Regions from separate parts of the Anas platyrhynchos genome. Here region 2 is linked to region 1. The links are chromatin contacts, called in public Hi-C maps. All regions are on one chromosome and are shown on one strand. Each heading gives the region's core, a stretch centred on a gene start, on an enhancer-like site or on the middle of the called end of the contact. The rest is flanking DNA. Distances are from core to core; before and after follow the strand shown. Region 1 overlaps LOC140002230 (a long non-coding RNA gene). Region 2 has its middle 9.1 kb from the start of LCA5.

The links. A called contact is a pair of places that touch in the nucleus more often than the background predicts.
Region 2: a Hi-C map of F1 follicle shows a contact between it and region 1, with 3 times the contacts expected there. The contact joins two enhancer-like sites. A contact is called at or near these places in 3 of 8 Hi-C or Micro-C datasets (F1 follicle, skeletal muscle and subcutaneous adipose tissue).

What each region holds. Positions count from the first base shown.
Region 1 is chr3:86,309,062-86,314,761 of IASCAAS_PekinDuck_T2T, reverse strand. LOC140002230 (a long non-coding RNA gene) reads right to left here. Exons shown (of 5, transcript XR_011808483.1): 1 at 4,679-5,700; 2 at 680-781. Among named protein-coding and RNA genes, the nearest start is that of ELOVL4, 45 kb to the right of the region's middle. Within about 2 kb of position 2,816, at least 1 of the 8 cell types and tissues checked has an H3K27ac peak or open chromatin away from gene starts, as enhancers often do.
Region 2 is chr3:86,390,716-86,396,415 of IASCAAS_PekinDuck_T2T, reverse strand. No RefSeq gene overlaps it. Among named protein-coding and RNA genes, the nearest start is that of LCA5, 9.1 kb to the left of the region's middle. Within about 2 kb of position 3,330, at least 1 of the 8 cell types and tissues checked has an H3K27ac peak or open chromatin away from gene starts, as enhancers often do.

The DNA of each region.
Region 1 (5,700 bases), core at 1,567-4,066:
CAATTATTAAAATAACCAACATGCTGTTTCATAAACCATGAAGTACCACGTATTTGCAGTTATGCTGTGCTCTGAACTTTGATTTACTTACTCAGTTGTGGTTTAACTGGGACTTTTTATAGCAAGACAAAGCAAACATAGTCAATCTAGCCCCCACATCTATGTGCTATCATTGATGCCAAAGAGAAAATCCCCTTCTGTGATGATCAAAGACAGAAGGTGAATTTGAACTTTCCAAGAACCTGAGGTGGAGCTTGGATAAGAATTCAGGATGAAAATAGCTTGAGCTTTTGTATCAGGTACATAAAGTAACACGCTAAAAATATTAAAAAATAAATTAAAAAAAATCTCCCAGTCTTTTGTCATGTCTCCAGAGCCTGTTCCATCTGCTCCCCACCTCAGAGCACCATCTCAATGACCACCTTCAGCACATCGGCTGCGTTTGTTCTGCCTGTTCTATAGGTGAAAAACATGGATACCTGGATACCTGGTGGCCTGCAAAGGCTGCCAGAGCCAACGGTATGTGTTGTGCCAAAAGCCTGAGTAAGGTACCAGAGATTAAAAGGAGAGAGGGACCTAGAGAAATTTCAGGGGAAATCCTTGTAATCCTATCTGTTTTTTTATTCTATTTAGCAGTTCCGCATTAAGCCCTTAAGTTCACCAAGGAGTTAACTCCTACCTGTGAGCAGGCATAAGCTTCAGGCAGGATCTGTTTTAGGCAGGTGATGTGCCAGTGCCTCCCAGGACAGCAGGTGTTGCTGGATTGCTTGAGTGCCTATGGCTTAAAGATAAGTTTTTGGAGGGATGGGGGGGGGGGAGGGGAGAGAAAGAAAAGAAAAAAAAAGTTTTTCAAGGTTTGAGATCTGGCACAAGATAAAAAGCCAAAGCTAGACCCAAATGGGAGGGTAATGGCCCAAAATATTTAAAAAGACAGTCCGTGAAGGAACAGCGGAGACAAAGCATCAGGGACTGACCACAGCCCCCATTCCCCGTTCCCCTGCACCACTCGGGGGGAGGAGGTGGAAGAAGGAGGATCAGGGAAAGGTCTTTTTAGTTTTGTTTATTTGTTTGTTTTTGTTTTGTTCTGTTTCTCACTGCTCTAGTTTGTTAGTAATAGGCAATACATTTCTCTAATCTCCCCTATGCTGAGTCTGTTTTGCCCATGACAATAATTACTGAGTGATCTTCCTGCCCTTATCTCAACTCTTGAGCCCTTTCCATTGTATTTTCTTCCCCTTTGCCATTGAGGAGGGGGGGTGTGAAAGCAGTTGTGGTGGAGCTCAGCTCACTTTTGCCTTCCTCTTCTTGCTAAAAAGGATTTTGGGGTGCCATCCACTGGGACCTTTGGTCATTGTGTCTGCTGTTCTCTGCCTTGGGTAGATGTGATCACACACTTCTGCACGCTGCGGCTTAATGGCTAGGACAACAAGGCTCAAGCCACTCCAGGGAAAGAGGGACCTCCAGGAAAACAAGAAAAAAGGACTCCAGGATGGCTACAGTGACACCCTCGCCCCACAAGCCTGGCCCACTGGTCCCATGCAGGACCATGAACAGCACTGATAACACCTGAAATTTCCCCATCGTGGAGCATCTCAGGGAGGGTCTGTCAGCCCAGGTGGCAAATCACTGCCCCCAAAGGCTGTTTGGGATCCCACAACAGACCCTAACCTGAGACCTGACTTCAAGGCATTGGACAGAACAGGTTAAGTGAGAAAAATGCCATTAGATCTTTAAAAACAATATTGGTGAGCAGCCCTGAGCTGTGTAACAGAAAGAAAGCCCAGCACACGGCTCCGATAATCCTGTGATATTTTGAAGAAATCGTGCCCCCTGCTGATTTAATTAGTTTTTTTGTAGCTTCGGCTCTAAACCTGGTGAGAACATTCAAACATACTGATTAGCGTTCAAGGTCAATAACTCAGATGTCCTGCTGGATAGTAAAAATCTTCTCTTTCAACCCTGAAATAAGATGCTTATTATTGATTTTTTGAAAGTAGAAGGCAAAAAATGAATGGCATATCCTTTCAGGGACAGCTTTTTCGAGACCATTCCTAGCATTTTACATGCCCTTTGTAACATTTAATGGAGAAATAAAAGCCTGGAATAATAATATGAACAGAAATTCATGACTAGGGAATTCTTCAGGTTTATAAAGCCTCCGTGGATGTATGTGACTTAGCTGCATGTTAAAATCACCTCATCTTCTAGCCTGCCTACAAAGGACATTTATCAGCCACCCATTTAAAATAATCACGAGTGATTAGCACAATAAAAATAGATTGCCCATGGAACAGCGATCACTGTTGTTTTATGAGAGGATTGCTTATACTCCGATATCAACTGTGTCAATGGCCAGCAGTATAAAAAATACGTGTTTTTAGAAAACCTCAGCTGTGTCAAACCAGCTGGCACCGAGGTCACCCCCAAAGCTTCTCCTCTCGAAGGTCAGACAGCAAAAGTGGGAAAAAGGGGAAGGAAACACAGTGGTGTACTGTCTGTCATGACTGACTTGGGGCCCCAACCCCGGCCAGCCCTGGCATGCAGCGGGACTGGACACCAGCTCCTGCTCTGGGCAAGGGGCCACCAAAACCCACCGGGAATACAAATTGTCCCGTTTCCATCTGACGGGTTGGAGAGGTGGTACAGCGATGTTCGTGCTGGATTTGAGATAGTCCAAGCCTCCTGTCACCTCAGATCCTGCCTGCGGGTACCGTGCTGTCCCCTGCTATTGTTAATGCCACTGTCAGTGACATTTTCTTTCGGCTCTCCTCCTGCAGTCGCCGGAATACAAACCTCCCTTCACTGGAAGGTCATTGAGTACCCTCTAGTGGATATTTTTGGAAAATATATCTCAGCCATTTATCGGTCTCTCGAGAGTTAGCAGCAGCTCTCTGGAAAACCTTGTATTTATAGTTAAGATACACAGGGGATGGATTACAGTAAGTACAGCACATACTAAAAGTTGCAAAGACAAGAGCTCCTTCTCTTTAGTGAAATCAAATATGAAGGGCAAACAAGATTAAGAATCAATACTTCAGAGAGAAACTGCTTGTTTTTTGAACTGGTAAATGTGGTAACACACAAGGGGAAAATACCTGTAAGGAAAGATCAATCTGCCACTAGCATCCATCTTCAGGTTTTGGGGTAGCGTGGGCTGGCACTGGGTCCCTGGCATACAGTCACCAAGGACAGGCTGGAAATCACTGCTCCTGGGAGGAGCAGGGACACATCCTCCTCACTCTTTATAAATTTGTGTTATTAATCACCCCTTTTTCTAATTAGCTAATGCATTTAAGATCTTTGCCTCCCACAAACTGTACGTGGGAGCCTTCACAAACAGCCCAGCTCCCTCCCAGCCGCTCCCTCACTTCTCCTTCTCAGCAAGGCAGGGGGTGAAAATGGGATGAAAAAACACTTGTGTCAGGAGAAAGACAGGGCGATAAGGTAATTTACCAGTTACCATCATGGGCAAAAACAACCTGACCTGGGGAAAAATAATGTCTTACCACCTAAAATAGATTTGGACAGTGAGAAACAAATGTTAAATTGTCAACTTTCCTTCCCCTGTTTTCCAGACTCAGCATCACTCCCTTCCCAAGTGCTCACAGGGAATGGGGGCTGTGGTCAGTCCCTGATGCTTTGTTTCCTCCACTCCCTCGTGGTCACGCTCTGCCCCTGCTCCCCATGGGGTCCCTCCCATGGGATGCCATCCTTTGGGATAACCCTGGGCACATGGTGCCTGCAGCACCCAGCGTGCCTCTTCCTCCCCGTGTCCTCCTCCTCCCCAGACCTTGGTTCTCTCTCTGTTATTCCTCACTCCTCCCATCCTCCTCTGCCCACCCAGTGCTTTCTGCCCTCAATTACAATGCTGCTGAGATGCCACCAGCCTGGCGGATGGGCCTAGCTGTGTGCAGCACAGGTCCGCCCCTGTGGCACTGCCAGCACCTGGACCCCCTGTGCAGTGGGTCAGCAGCAATTCCAGATTTCCTCCCAGGCCACAGAAGTTAAAACCGAATGGCAGGGAGTAGCAGCCACCCGAGGAGGAGCCTTGCACCACTGACACCTCTCCTGCCACAGCCACTTCTTCAGCTCTACCAGCCACTGGCCCGTTAAGGCGGCCGCCTCTGACACGCCTCACCGATAAGGCTTTTGCTGAAGCGTTGCACGGTGCTCAGCCAGCAGTTTTGTGGAAGAACAGACATCTGTCTACACCCAGTGCTGACCTGCAATCAAGAATCCCATGCCTTGCTCCTCTCCATCCCATCGAGCAGCATTCATTTCTGTTCCTGCCATTTATCAGCCGAATCCCCCTATCAGCAGCCTCATCATTTTGCCTCGGGTTGATGTCAGACTACACGTCTCACAATTACCAGGCTCATCTTTATGCCCTTTTAACAGTGGCCTGATGTTAATACCCTGTAAGGTTTCAGTAATTTTCCTTGTATACCTGGATGTATTCTCAATGAAGATAAGTGGGCCAATTATCTCCTAGGCAGACCTTCCAGATCTCCTGAGTATGTAGCAAGAATTAAACATGTTTATGTGATAAATGTTTTTAATATCTTCATTTACCATTTCTTTTATATGTCACTTACATGATTTTTCTCTCATTTTGCTTGAATTGAATATACCATCCTGTTTCTTTCTAAATATATTACAGAAACATTAAAAAACTTACCTTTCTTTACCTCTTCTCCATCTCCTTCATAGGGAGTTGCTGTGGCTGCTGCCCGCTGATTTTTGGGGAGGTCCATCGGATTTTGCTGAATTTTGTGAATTCTCATTTCTCTCCTGGAGCACAGGATCCTCAGTGGCCTGCTGGATATTTTGCAATGGTACAGTGCCTCTGGTGGGTTAAGAGATTTCTGGATCCCTCCTGGTCGTATAGTGCCAGTTCACCTCCCTTTTTAATGACATCTTTTGTTGGGGAGATTTTGACTGTGGTTTCTGAGGCTGGACTTCTGACGTTATTCTTATGCTAGTCACTGGTCACTGCTGAGCTTTAGTTTCTGAATCACATGGTGGATGTGGTTTTGCTTTCACTGGGAATCACCAGTATTTCCTGCCAGCCGTTGACTGTCCATTCATCATGATTTAATGCTGAATATATCCTATAGGTACAAGAAGAGCCAGTTTAGCCCCAGATCCTCTGTGTAACCTCCTACCTCTGCTCCTCCACAGCCTGCCCTGTCTGACAGGAGCTGGCACACCTCCACCTCCTCGGCCCTGTCCCTGTTTTGCCCAGGCTTCCAAGCAGTGAGCATTAGCTGAGGACACATCTTCAGAAACAGGCAGGGGTTATCTGAGGAGCTTTGCTTTCATTTGGAATTGACCCCAGTCTGAGCAGAAGGACGTCTTGAGCCAAATTGTCTCTGACCCTGTGCAAAAAGTATATTAAGTGGGAAGATAGGCGACAGTACGAAAAAGAGGCTGGAATGGGCTGCAGGATGAGATACAAGACATAATTATATTATTGCAAAAAATAATGTTTTTTTTTGTTTTTTTGTTTGTTTGTTTGTTTCCTTTGCTGCAAAAGCTCAGGCAGGTGGTGCCACGGCTTGCTCTCCCCTGTCCCGAGTCAGGGTGCTGCTCTGCCTCCCAGGGCAGGGCACACAGGCAAGTTTCACCTTAGAAACCACAGGGACTTAAAAGGAAAATGCTGAAAGATGGGTGCAAGAGAGGATATGTGATAAAAGTTAT
Region 2 (5,700 bases), core at 2,081-4,580, 81 kb before region 1:
CTCTCTTTCTGTTGACCACTTAGGGAGCCCTTCAGCAGCCCAACACAGCGACATGAACTGTCTGCCTGCTGGAGGCACCATCTTAAATGTGATGAGCCATCCATCACAGGACGGTGAGGGGGTGGTGGGGAATCCTTCCTGAAGAGGCTAAAGAAAAGGGCTGCAGGATTCCCCTGTCCCACAAAGCAGATTCTCTTCCTTTCCTTCTCTCCTGCACCTTCCAGGGTCCTATTACTGCAGCTTTAGGGCTGGGGAAAGGGCAAATTTGTAATGAGGGCTTAAAGTCCATTTTAAAGTAATAATAATAATAATAAAGTATCACTCATTGAGGGTTTAGTTCCTTTTTTTTTCCATGGCTACTTCCAGGAAATGTCTGTCTGGAGAGAAAAAGCAGCATCACGTCTTTCTGTGCCACAGGTGGTACCCATGAACTCAAATGCCGTGTATACATTTCAGGTGTCTGCACTTGAAGAAAGGTGTTGAAAAACTAAAAAAAGGCTTCACAAACACATTTCAAGCACCACCTGGGGTCTGTAAAACTCCAGGTTACAGGGAACAGCACCTTAGAGAGGATTCAATACAAAAGAAAGGTTGAGAGGTCATTGGATAGTGAGTTACGCTGTTTCTGATGGTGGATGGCTTTCAGTCTAGCAGTAAAAAGGCGTAATGGAACTTAGTGGTTAGAAGCTGGAGCCAAGTGAAAGTAAGAAAGTGCACGTTTTTAACTGGGAAGTGCTTTTACCCAGGCGAAGTGAGCAGAAGAGGTGCGGAGCTGTAAGTCGTGACTGCCCCCAGCTGTCTGCTCTGCCCAGCTGCTGCAGGTTCCTGCTCCCTGGGAGCCTGCAGAAGGAGGTGCAGGCTGTATCTCGGGTACTTCAGAGCAAGTCGGGCTCACCTGCACTGTTGACTGAAGCTGCTGATCTGAGGAGGTGGCACAGGTATCGTGCTAAATCACCACAGCACTATTCCCCAGAATTGGGGGGTTGTGGTGTCAGCATGCTGTAAGGGCAACCTCTAAGTCCTAGTTGACTTGGTGACACTGTCATTTGGTGAAATAATAATGGTGAAACAAGCTAGAGTACTTCTCAAAAACAGGATGCTGAAACTAGCTAACCTTGAGATTTTAACTGGGTTCTAGCTCAAAGGTCATTTCCAGTCCTGGCTAGCCTCTGTGTGGCAAAGACAGCCATGTACCTAGACCAGGACGATAATTAGGTACTGACTGGCTGAATGTAATGTGTAACAAAACTCACAGTAGGATATACCATGCATGATATACAAGCATTAACATGACCCAGCAAGGCACCACTGTGGCAAAGGCAGCTGTGGCATCTGGGGCTGTGGGATGGGGAATGGTGGCAGCAGGCCGAGGGAGGTGATCCTCCTCCTCTGCTCAGTACTGGTGAGATGCACCTGGAGTGCTGGGGCCAGGTCTGGGCCCAACAGGATGAGGGAGATATGGACAGATGGAGAGAGTCCAATGAAGGGCCACCAAGGTGAAGAAGGGACTGGAGCACCTCTGCTGTGAGGAGAGGCTGAGGGCTGGGGCTGTTCAGCCTGGAGAAGAGGAGGCTCAGGGGGATCTTGTCAATGTCTGTATCTTGCTGATGGAGGAAATAAAAGAAATGGAACCAGGCTTTTTTCAGTAGCACCCAGTGACAGGAGAAGAAGCAATGAGCACTCTTTGAAATACAGGAAATTCTGTTTAAACGTAAGAAAACACATTTTACTCTGCAGGCAGTCAAACACAGAAAGTTTGTCCAGGGAGGCTGTGGAGTCTCCATCCTTGGAGATGCTCAAAAGCTGACTGGACGTGGTCCTGCTCGAGCAGAGGGGTTGGACTAGGTGATCTCCTGAGGCGCCTTTCTACCTCAGCCATGCTGTGATTCTGTGACACCAGGATGTATATGACGTTCAAGGAGTGCTGGGGCTGACAATTTACATTGCTGGATAATTCCTTCCAGTGATACAAGTTGGTAAGCAATTGACAATATTTTGCTCCTTGCCACTCTGCCTCAGTTAAAAGAAATCTGGGGGTTGTAGTTAGCTTTGCTTGTGGGGCATAGGGCGAGGTGCTTGCATAGGAGAGAAGCAATCTTTGAAGACAGCAGTCCTAATAAGATCCTTCATAGTTCAAATTCTTATGTATGCAATGTTTTGATTAGGACATTTCCTTGTGGTATCAGCACCTGAGTGCTATTGATTAACCTGTTGGGATTTCTTCTAATGGTGTTCCTTCTCAATGTCTTGCTGCGTTTAAGCACTCAGCCCCATATCTAAAAATTTAATTACATTTTTTTTTTTTTTTCTCCTTAGATGCATAAGATTGTATTTGGATTAATATTTGTTTTAACAAAAATGGACATTTTTTGAATCTCAACAAATGACTGATCAGTTTGGGTCATAAAACCACTGCCTTTGCTATTTTCCACACTATCAATTTGTGTGTCATAATGCAAATTGTATGTGCAGTAATGCTATATTTTCATCAAGGTCACTGGTAAAAATGTTGAGAAGATTCATGCTAAAACAGACCCCTCTAGGAGCTCACAAAATATGCAGCCCCCTGGAATTAAAACACTTTGGTTATAGAATATTGTTATGACCTGGTATTTGATCAGTTTTTAAAAATTATGAAATATGTTAATGTCATTTTTGGTTAGAGTTTTCTTGTTTGTTTGTTTGTTTTTTAACTAAAGATTATATCATATGTTTGGTAAAAGCACTATTCCAACAACAATCTCCTTTATCAGTTTAATGCTTAATCTCAGTGAAACAGTATCAAATTTGTTTGACAGTCTGAGTTCCCGGGAAACCACGTCAACTGATACTAATAAATCCATAATCCGTTAATTCTTTCATTAGTACCCCATATCAGCAATTCTATTAGTTTGCTTGACATCACTTGCTAGCTAGTAGCTACCCAAACAATTATAGTATTAAAATACTGGCTCAACGTTAACTTTTCCTATGAAACGCCTGATGTTTAAGTTATTGATGTACAACCACCAAGTGACCCGACAACAGCACCACATAATTCCCTCCCATAATATGTTTGGGGTTTCTCAACTGCTTTTCCATTTCCTTGGAGGCATCGAAACATCTTTGCCGAAATGCTTGGCGATGGAGGTGCTGCCCACCCTGGGGTGCTGAAGCTCCGTCCATCCCTGATGCTGGCATGAGCTGAAGCCTCTCTTCCCCACTCGTCCTGCGTTGGGGCTGATGTCCTTCAGGCCTGCACACCTCGGTTTTCCTCCCGAGGACCCCAGGGTGGTAGGGACAGAGGCAGGGCCAGCGGGCGAGCAGCAGTGTCGCGCCGATGCTCTAGGTGGAGCTTCAACACTGGCGGAGGCACCGCACGCCAGGAGCCAGCGGCAGACCTGCACGGCCTCCTCCTCCTATTCCTCCTCTTCCTTCTCTTCCTCCTCCTTTTCCTTCTCTTCCTCCTCCTCCTCGGGACTGCAGCAGGAAAACCAGCCACTGAAGGCAACGGGAAGGGATCTAAACCATCTCTGTTTATCTTCTTTTAAAATTCGCATGCTTCTGGCAACCAGACGCTGCACATGGAGGAAGTTTTCATGGCACTAATTCCTCACAGAGATACTTTTAAGAGTCCTCTAAACTATTTTGACCATCTCAACCATGTATCTTACACATATGCCCCAACAAGTACAACCACAATGCTCTCAGACATATGGTCTGATTTTCGGGTTGTCCTGTGCACAGCCGGGGTTGAACCTGATGATCCTTGGGGGTCCCTTCCCACGGTGGTCAAACCCAGGAAAAGGCTGCCCAGAGAGACTGCAGAAATTTTGTTCTTGGAGATAGTCAAAACTTGACTTCACACAGTCCTGGGCAACCCTGTCCAGTTGTCCTTGCTTGGAAGCCATTACATGACCTGCAGAAGTTCCTTCCAAGCTGTATTCTCTGTCAGTCTCTGGTTCCAAAATTGTGTGGCTGTTTCCAAACTGCTAGCATGCATACCTGTGCTATCTCCCAAACTATCTACAAGAATTGCTCGGGAGAGTCCAGGCTGACCAGGGTGAAAGCCATGCCCCTGGCTCTGGCTAAAATTTCACAGGGAAGGAGACCAAGCTCCTGGACTCTGGAATGGTTTAAGTGAATAAACACAGTTTTCAAAAATAGAGGGGTAAAATATAAATATGGAAAATAAAATCTCTGCTTTATTTTAATGCAAATAATGTTACCATGTTCGTTCCATTAATTTAATTTGTATCAATAGTTACACATGTGAAATCTCAGGATACCTATCGGACAGGTATCACTTAAGGCTTTTGCACACTGTTACAACTTTATGCAAGTAACTTTTTATTAGAAGTGGTATTTCATTTACACTTTGGAGATTCAAAACCCTTTATGAAACTGAGGACTTGTATTTCAGAACCGAACTAAACAGTTCTTACAGTGTTTGACAGTTTTTCCGTAATAATCCATATACCTAATTATTTATTCCCTTATCCACGTTAAGGTTCCTTCATATTAAGGTTTATAGAAGATGAGCATAAAGATTGCCCAATTTTCTGTGTACAGAAGACATTATTTACTATATACATATATTTAAGCAGGTTTCTTGGAGACCTGGGAAAAAAAGATTTTTTCCTGTGCCTTCTAGGTTCCTGGTGTCAGTCCTGCAGGAGGAATATAATCCAAAAGAACTGAAAATGCCTTTCTCTGTTTAATCTATTAGCCACTCAGCTGTATGATGTATTATCTGACACACAGAGATAATCAGCTTAGCTGCTCACAATCATATTAAATATGTTTAGTTTAGCCTAATTCTGCAGGGCACCACGAGGAGACACCCTGCTGTCCATCTGGAACCCTTTAGATATCTGCACAGCTTTGTACGGAGATGGGGACACTGCCATGTGGCTCATGGCCTTGGAGGTAAATATACTGTCCAATTGCCTGGTCCTTCCCTCTAGCCTAAAATACTTTCTTCAGCTCCTGTTCATGCACATAAGAAATGAAACATTCAAGTGAGTCCATGCCCTAGAAAACAAAAATATCCCTGTAGCAAATCATCCAGAAGTTTGTAGGTTATAACGGAACTGCCTTGATGTCTTGTTTAATGAGCTCAGATGGAAAAATACATGTCATTTTCAGTACTTTAAAAATATATCCTTTTAGTATTTTGTTGATAGTTCATTGGACTTTTGACAGTTGCATCTACTTGGATTCCCTCTTTAATGATTAGTAAAATTAATGGCACCTTGAATAATTTGATTTCTCTTCAGCCTGCTGAAAGCCCCAAAGCTCCAACTAATACACAGGTGAGGTAGCACTCACTGCCTCTTTCTGACACCTCTCTGAGGTTGAAGGGATAAAGACTCTGTAATGACAGATCCTCTAAGCTACCTCTCCACCGTGGCTCCCACTGTTACTGGCACAGATGCGTGGACTCCTTTTGCTGTTCGGGGAGCTCCATCTGCAGCTCAGTAATCACAAGCTGAATCTTAACCAATAGATATAAATAGATTTGATGTGGATAATGAACGTGATAGTCATCCCTAGACAGCCACTGCCAAAAAAACAGCAAAATTCTTTAAAAAATATAATCCAATTTCTTTGGGAAGTGGGAACAAACTGAGGTGGAAAGAAGCAGCTAAGGTAAACACAAACTCAAACACAGTGTTGTCTAAATATTGTCTAAATTAAATAAATACAGCATCAGCTAAA